2 separate regions of the Hordeum vulgare genome follow, and region 2 is linked to region 1. The links are chromatin contacts, called in public Hi-C maps. All regions are on one chromosome and are shown on one strand. Each heading gives the region's core, a stretch centred on a gene start, on an enhancer-like site or on the middle of the called end of the contact. The rest is flanking DNA. Distances are from core to core; before and after follow the strand shown.

Region 1 (4,464 bases), core at 670-3,169:
GTGTCAGGGTTCATATGAAGCAATAATTTAGCATAGGCTCCAACAGAGAGATTCAATCGCCGTCATGCAGAATTTACTTTTTGAGCTTTTGTTGCGGTAGTACTCTCTCCCTTCGTAAATATAAGACCTTTTAGAGATTGCATTATAAACTACATACGGATGTATTTAGACATATTTTAAAGTGTAGATTCATTCATTTTGCTCCGTATATAGTCTCTTAGTGAAATCTCTAAAAGGTCTTATATTTTGAAACGGATGGAGTACTTTTTAGGATGCCAGATGTTTGCTGCCGCTACATCCACCCCGCTTTGATTCGCTGGAAAATACCCTCAGTGATACAACCGTTGCTTTCTATTAGCATTGAATTTGAAAGGCGTCCGTCTTGGACACAATATGTCCATGTAAAGTCTAAATTTACCTTTCTCTCCCACCCAACGCCACTAAAGTGACACCACGTAATTTAATCACATGTTCCGATTCTGAGGATGAGTAAGCACCAACGAATATTTGTGGTATTATAATCTACTGGGAGCCATCCTTGAGAATCGGACGTCGATGTCAAAAATAGTAGCACTAAAAATCTGAAAGAATGGCAATCGATAAACTAAAACGGACGTAACGTAACTGACCACCAACGATCACAAATGAAACGAGGCTGCAAGAGTCAAGCGATGAGTCACTCACCGGCCTTGAGCGCGGCGTCTGCCTGCGAGACGTTGCGGGCCATGCAGGCGAGCAGCGCGATGCCGTGCTCCGCCGCGGCGACGGTGTTGGCCGTGGGAGCGTTCACGACGAGGCACCCGGCCTCGGTCGCCGCCTGCAGGTCGACGTTGTCTATCCCGACGCCGGCCCGGCCGACCACCCGCAGCCGCCCGCGCCCGGCCTCCAGCACCTCCCTCGTCACCTTGGTGCCGCTCCGCACGATGAGCGCGTCGAACTGCGCCACCTTGGCGAGAAGCTCGGCGGGGGACATGCCGTACGCGCACTCCACGTCGGCGAACTGGCGCAGCACGTCCAGCCCGGCCTCCCCCAGTTTCTCCGCCACCAGCACCGCAGGCTTCGCCCGCGGCGCCGAGTCCGACACGGAACGCGAGATCCGGCGCCTCGGCTCCGAAGAGGTCACCGGCGCGGTGGCCGCCGGCGACGACAGGATCGCGGTCCGGGCGCGGAGGCGCGCGAACGGGATCGAAGACGCGGCGAGGCGGGCCCGCGCTTTCGTGGAGGCCGGGCCCGCGCCCCCGTGCGGGCTGGAGAGGAGGGCGCGTGAGGCGGACATGTTCAATCAATCAGGCTCGAGCCGTGTCTCACGCCGGTGATACTGATATCTGGTTATCGGAAGACAGGGAGCCGGAGGAAGAAGCAGAATGGTCTTTTCTCTATTGATATTGATCTATTGATATTGAGGCAAGGAGGAGCAAGGATTGGTTGGTTAACGCGAGGCTCCGGGGAAGTTGGTGGGGGTTATTTTGGGGAAATTAATTTTGACGGGTGGATGGGACAGGAAATTATTGCTTGGGGGGCCTGGAAATGCAATACATGGATCGAGACCTGAGAGAACACACCAGGAAACAAAGCTCAAGCAAAATAATATGTTGTCGGATGGTAAGACGAACGATGGTATTTTCAGCCTATCTGCTGGTGTTTGCATTGTTTTTATATTTATTTCAGGATTTTCAGTGATACGTTTTCAGTGAGAGGAGACGTTTTCGTCGATGACGAGGCGCCTAAGATGACATCGTAAATCTCAAGATGATATACCGCTTCAGTCTTTCGAAGGTGCTCATAGAATAGGATGAGGGTGTGTGTTTATAAGGGTAATGTGGCACCCCGGCTCACAAATCGGATTACCAGTGTTTTCAACTCAGAGATCATGTCTTCTGTAAACACTCAACAACTTGAAACAAAATTGAACTGACTTTATTGATAGCATATGGTTACAAGTACATATCTTATAAGGATAGCGAGGCCAAAGGCACCCTCGGTGCTGCAACAGTATGTACATTATTTATGAATCATAGTGGGGCTTCGAGACTACTAAGTACTTCTACGGCGTAGCGGAACATAGCGGCAACTCCATCCACAGGGACACTGCTGTGGACACTTCCTAGTACGGACCATGAGGACCTCCGTCCTCGGCTTCTCCTGCATCTGCATGTTACGCTAGATGAGTATTTGGAATGTACTCGCAAGCTCACAACAACCAAGTAATGCAGCAAACAATAGCATGACAATCAATATAGTTTATTAAGCAAGATTACTGATTCTACCAATTACCAACTTACTCATGTCTGGGTTGTCTTACAACACCCAGAATACTCATCGAGCATCTCTAATCCTTTGAAGAGTTCTTCCATCATTACTAACACGGATATGGTTGACCATCTACTGAGGTCTGGTCGGGTTGTCCAATACCGTGGACACGGCTATTTGAATAGGTTTGACACTCTACATAGGTTGCACACTTTACCCACACTATGGAGCACCGACCTCGGGATCCCATTCGGTTGGACCAGTGTTGCTCCAACGAAACCTGCCTGGCCCGTGACTCTCTCATCCTACCACCGGCAATCATCCTCCCCGGGAGTCCTGCCCTAGGTGGCCCTGTGTCCTCATGACACCTGCCATCGTCGTGGCCAAACTAAACTGGCCCAACGGGGGATGGGCCCAAAACAACTCAACTGGGCTCACAGGGTTACCACCACCTACCTAATCAGGGTAGCACGCGTGCATAACCCTCCCTCTTTGGAGGTACCGGTGAAAGGTCACGCGATCAGCTCAAGTCACGGCCGCCCCATACCGGCAAAATGTGGTTGCACAGTTAAGCCCAGACAGGTGACTCTAGATCAACCACTAAGTAATTTCAAATATAGTGGTTTATAACAATGAGCACTTGTTTATATTTAATAATTTACTATGCATTTATTTTATAGAAAATAAATGGGCATAACGCAAGAAAATATTCTATGCTATGAAAATACTACATCACATGGGTATCCTGGTCTTCACCAAAGTTTCCCTCTGAAATAAAAAAAAAAGAAAATGTCACATTGTACCTTTTTATTAACCAGAAATTCTGTGAGTATGGAAAAAATACCAAAATCTACCAGAAATTAGAGGGGATCAGTACCAACTGAATGCAAAAAAGAATCAATTGATTTGGACTTAGGAATAAAAAGTTATAAAGGGTCAAAGTTACTGGTCAAATATGAAATTAAATCAAAAATAATAAATCTAACGGGGGCCACGTCGAAGGCGTAAAGTGGAGAAGGTGGGGCCTGCCCTTTTTAAAACAGAGAGAGAGGAGGGGAACAGAGGAGGGCGGCTCACCAACGATACAGACGGCGACGGAGCTGGGAGATGACGGGAATCGATCGGCCTCTCGACGGCGGTTCCCCTGTACCCGTAGCTCCTCCGGAGGTGGACGGACGGCGTTGCCCCTTCTTCTCCGACGATGGAAGCTACGGTGGTCGTCGACGGTGACGGTTCTGACAGGGGTTTGGCTCACCGCAGGCTCGAGGAGGACTAGGGAGACGAGGGGAACTCGATGGTGGCCTCGGATTCGACTGGGGAAGGGTGGAGGTTGCTGGCGACAGAGGCAATTTGGCGGCGGAGCCTTTCGCTGGAGATGAGGGAGACGAGCTCCCGGCTCTTGCTGGGGGTCTCTAGGGCTAATCGAGGGGTGGAGGAGAAGGGTGATGGCTAGGAGGGGTTCGGGCAGCGCCTTATATAGGCCAGCGACGAGCGCTGCCAAGCTCTCCCGAAGCGGCGAGGCTCGGGCTTGCTATTGGAGCAAGGACGGTGAGCTGACCGTTGTGGCATGGGGGTGAGGTGATGGAGGAGGGCAGGGGAGCAACGGGACGGGTCCGGAGCCATTAATGGCTTGCGGACAATCACAGTGGCCAAAGCCCACTGTGTTGCCCGTGGCGGAGCTTGGCTGGGAGCGGCGGCGGCCATCTCCGGCGACCCAGAGGCTTCTGGAGGTGCCACGCGGCTACCAGGGACGACGCTGGCACCAATGGACAAGGGGGGACAGTGAGAGATGGCTCGGGCGAGCACATCTGCCACTAGAACCGCACAGAGCGCGCGCTGTGGCATGCCAGCACCGTGATCACCACGGCTGCGGCTACCACAAGGCCACGCAAGCCTGCGCACCATGTCCACAGGGTAGTCCTTCGACCCTTTAGCGTCCCTGTGCCACTGGCTCGACTAGGTGCCTCCTACGGCAACAAAAGACCTTCCCCGGCAACGGCGTAAGAGGTCCTTCTGATGTTGGCTACGCCTATAGGGATTTCCTTGGCAAATATGCAAAGGATTTCCCTGCGGCCTTGGAGCCTTGCGTTGGTGTTCCCTTGAAGAGGAAAGGGTGATGTAGCACTGCGACAGTAAGTATTTCCCTCAGTTTGAGAACCAAGGTATCGATCCAGTAGGAGGATCGCGTCAAGTCATAAGTACCTGCACAAACAC
Region 2 (4,464 bases), core at 1,247-3,746, 490 kb before region 1:
AATTGTCAGGAGAAACATGCCCTGATGATTCAAACTCATCTTTTGACGTACCAGTAAGACCTCTATCATTTCCAGCATGACCAGCTTCTACCAAGCATTCAAAATTCCCTGAAACTGCTGAGATTTCATCCCTGCCTGATTGTTCTTCCAAAACAACACATTGTAGATTATCAACAGAATCTTGATGCTGCTCTAGCACTCCAAGCTTTGAGTCAACGTCGTTGTTGATACTTGTATCATCCATAACAACATTTTTTAGATCATGAACAGATTCTTGATGCTGCTCCGGCACTTCATGTTTTGAGATATCAACAATTGTATCTTCCACTCCATCACTTTCCGTTTCTTCTGGAGCTTCAGTGACATGGGCAACCTGTTTTCCATCTGGAGACTGAATCAACTCACTACTTTCGGTTGACAATGGAGTGAAGGGGCGAGGATTAGAATTATTCAAATCTGACTGGTTTTGACAAGATTTAGCAGAAGTGGGTTCTTCGCCAGTGACGAACTTCTCAATGAGAAATTTTTTGTGCGCATCCACTGAAATTTTATGGCCTTCTGCCGCATGTTCTACTTCTGAAAGGGGTGGTTGAAGCGAATCACTGGCACTCTTGCAAGTGTCATCATTCATTTGCAGCATCTTAACCGGATTTGTGATGGCCTCCAATAATCCATCAGAGCTTTCTGTCATTTTTTGCAATTCATGCATTCCTTCAAGTTTATTTGCATGCATATGATTGCCTTGCTCAAAGTGATATGAGCCAGTGGAGTATATGTTCTGAATTCGAGCTAACTCCGAGAAGGCTTCATTGCTCAACTTATCAGAATCAACTCCAGCTGAGTGTATGTTGAGATTGTCCAAAGAATCACCATCATGAACCACCTTAAAATAGTTGTCAACAGCTGGACAGCCTTCTGGTGTTTTTTGAGAAGCAGAAGACAGCTTCTCACTCACAATGCACTTCTCAGAAACAGAATCCAACATATAGTTCGACTTCCTGCCTGATAAAGTTGAAGCTGCGGCATGTTCAGCTTTCTCAACCATTGAGAAAGGTGCAATATCTTCAAACTGAGGTTGACTTGTCAAAGGATCTTCTGGCATTCTAGAACGAGTGCCCTGGGACTGGTCATTCTCAGCAGGCACCACAATGCTATCTGATGGAGAGTCACTAGATTTAGGTTGCATGTTGGATGGACAAATTTGACTGTCCATGCCACTTAACTGCTGATGCACATTATCATCCATGTTACCAGTCATCTCATTTTCTCCCACTGACTTCAACAACATTTCCACACACTCAGTGGAAGTTGCCTCTGACCAGACATAGTTACTCCTAGATATGGAGCAAGATTCAGCTGCACTAGAACTAAAATCAACGACGGTACTTCCAGTGGACAGCACCTCAATCCAACTATTATCGTGCCCTCCTACACTGAAAAATCCTTCAGAGTCTGTCAAATTGCCAAATCTGAGATGGCCCTGTAATTGGTCGTCAGTATCAAGTTTCGGCAGTGCAAATGGCCGCAAACCTGATGGGGGTTTACTGTTGTCTTCACCAGCTAGTTGAAAATTTTGGCTCTGGAAATCAGTATCATCATACTCCATGGGTGTTTGTCTGCAAGATGAACAAACTTAAAATTTATATAGAAATGGAAGTTCCAACATGTCAATGACGAAAGTAAAGTGTGAGCAGGAAACATTGCACCAAGCTAGCTAGGCATTTGGTAGATGGTTTACACATGTCTCCAGTTCATACATAAGCATAACTACACAAATCACCATTCTTCAGATGGGTGATCAAACATTACAGGGCTAATAACCTGCTTGGTAGGAACGGAAAACCAGAATCTTAGCCAATTATAGGAGGCCACAAGGACTTGCCTGCCCATGAGTCTCGCATAAAACTGCATGGCGGGGGGCATCAGCCCATTTTTAAGCTCCGTATAATAAAGCACACGAGATGGGCCAAATACTAATTCTGATGTCATGCCCTACCAGCAAATCACCCTCTATTAGCTAAGCCTAAAATCAAATCGCTGGAGCAGGAACCCAAAGCCGCAGTTGGCAACAGCTGGACATAGCAAACCCGACACTCACGGACTGACACTGGATGCTACTCCAAAACCCTAATTCCCGAGAGCTGGCAGCGAACTTGAAACCAGCCCGCTAAAAGCATCCAAAAAACGAAGCGCCCCAGTTCAAGCGCCACTCAAAACCCTAGCTCGTCGGGCCAGGCGCTGGCCCGGAGCAATTCCCGACGCGAGCACACGGCACCCGTCAGCCACACGCGGTAAATGGAAGGGGGAAGGGGGAGATACCGAGGTGATGTCGCTGGAGCTTCTAGCACCCGCCATACGTGAGTGGGGTGGTCGGAACCCTAGATCCTGCGGGGCGGCGGCTGCTGCTCATACCCCGGCGCCCGGCGCCGGAAGGACCCTGCCTCCTGCTTCGGCGGCCGCGGCGACACCGTGAACGGTGGGGGGAGACGGGGGCGGGGGCGGGGGCGGTCGGCGGCGAGAGAAGGGCGGCGGAGGAGGCGATGAGGCGGGGGTGGAGCGGGGTTTGTAGCTTTGTGGTTTGGCTGCGCGGAGCACCACGCCAGTCGCGAACCAGGCACAAGCCAGTCAGTCGGCCACCGCACACTGAGGAGAGGAGAGAAGAGGGGGCGGGTGCGGGCTCGGGCTGGGGTTGGGGTTGGATCGGGTTTGGGTCTTTGTTGCGGCGTTTGGGTTTGGTTTGTGACGAGACTTTCGCCTGTCGCGACGCCTCTGGTGCGAGTGGGGGCGCCACCATGGACTTGGCCCGTAGACCACCTGTGACTCTGTTGGCGAGTAAGATCATCCGCACCCAACGTCTCAAATAACCCTCGTACGTTTATGAACACGCCCGATCAATCGAACAGGAAAAAAAAAATCAACCAAACCCCTTAATCATCTTTGTACGTTCGGGCTATCAACGAACCCTCATATCCATCTCAAATATGGAAAGGATATAAAGGGCTTGCAGATGCGCCCGGACGTACCCGGTCAGTCTGCCACATAGGACGCATCAAGGCCGTGGACCATATTTTTTTTCTCTTTATTCATTCATTTCTTTCTTTTCTCTCCTTCAATTATGTGCAAATGACCGTACATATGAGCAAGAAAATAAGGAGGGTGGTTACGCGAACGGACAAATAGAATACACGTCCGGTCATTCACCGGACGTGTCTGCGGGCATTTAGGGGGTTATATTTGCAATGTCCGATTATTATAGATACTCTAAGTAAATAGTGGATCATATGTGAAAGCCTTCTATTGTGTGTCTACTGTTTTGCGGTGTTTAGGTTTAGATCAAAAATGTCTTTAAAAAATGTTCTAGGTCAAAAAATTGCTCCCAATGCTAGATACTTTCAAAAACATTTTTATATTATGAAACGGTGGGAGTACATCTATTTGAGTGAGATTTAATATGTAATCGAGAAAACAACTTTTATGAAGGAAAACCCTGATGGAAATGTAAAATGTTGAAATAAAACAAAATGATTTATTATCACGACGGTCTTAGTTCGAATTACACTAAAGCCATGTGTACATGGGTCTAATGGCATATGCTCGGTATCATCATGCGGTTTTTTCAACCGACGCACACATTATTGTTATTCGCGGGAGTAGTACAATTGAATCTATAAAAAAAGTTCTAGAGTTGCATGTTAGTCATTGTGAGAGCTTACTTGCATGGTTTTTCTTTGCCATTGTTCCTATTGTCGACTCGGTGTGCGGTGCTCCCTTGCCTTTGGCACATCACAATGTTCGCCAACATATTGCACGATACCCCCCCCCTCCCCAAAAATGTGTGTGAACAATGTGAGCGGTATCATAGCTAATGGGTCGAATGGGCTCATCGTGTTCCCTTCTATACAAGTGTGTCAACTTATCCTTACTTATTTTTCATCTGTCTCTATTGTAGGGTGAAAATAAAATAAACTACTCATCAAAGATAAATGTCTTTTCACAACAACTCATGGTTTACATTGGTTATAACTTGAATGTACATCCTTATATCTTCACATCACCACCTACTTGATCTTTTTGTGATGTGACAGAGCCATCGAGACTAATCATCATGGAGTACAATTTGATCAATTTGAAAGCTTGGTTTGAGAGACGGTCTTTTGACATTCATCGTGAGAACTCACTTACGAGATCTTGTTTGTCATTGTGTTCCCGTTCCAACTAGGTGGACCATTGACTTTGTCGCACCCCAACATATGACACCTTGTTGCACGATAGTACCCCCCCCCTTCCCCTTCTAAGTGTGCAAGAGAGTGTGAAACGTGACATAGCGAGCCAGTCGTATCATTTCGACATGTTCCCTTCTATAAAAAGATGCGCCAGGTGGATCCCCAGCATGTGTCGTCAACTATCTCTTACATGACCAGATTTAAACACTTATTTGGTGGATGTGAAACGTGTTTGGACAAA

Evidence for each region. A called contact is a pair of places that touch in the nucleus more often than the background predicts.
Region 2: a Hi-C map of leaf shows a contact between it and region 1, with 4 times the contacts expected there. The contact joins the promoter of LOC123439612 here to the promoter of LOC123439600 in region 1. A contact is called at or near these places in 4 of 6 Hi-C or Micro-C datasets (leaf and seedling) and 1 of 1 datasets of contacts at active chromatin or transcription factors (embryo).

What each region holds. Positions count from the first base shown.
Region 1 is chr1H:388,064,237-388,068,700 of MorexV3_pseudomolecules_assembly, reverse strand. LOC123439600 (D-3-phosphoglycerate dehydrogenase 3, chloroplastic-like) reads right to left here and starts at 1,919. Exons shown (of 4, transcript XM_045116295.1): 1 at 685-1,919. The coding sequence starts at 1,276.
Region 2 is chr1H:388,555,868-388,560,331 of MorexV3_pseudomolecules_assembly, reverse strand. LOC123439612 reads right to left here and starts at 2,496. Exons shown (of 17, transcript XM_045116312.1): 1 at 2,320-2,496; 2 at 1-1,616. The coding sequence starts at 1,606.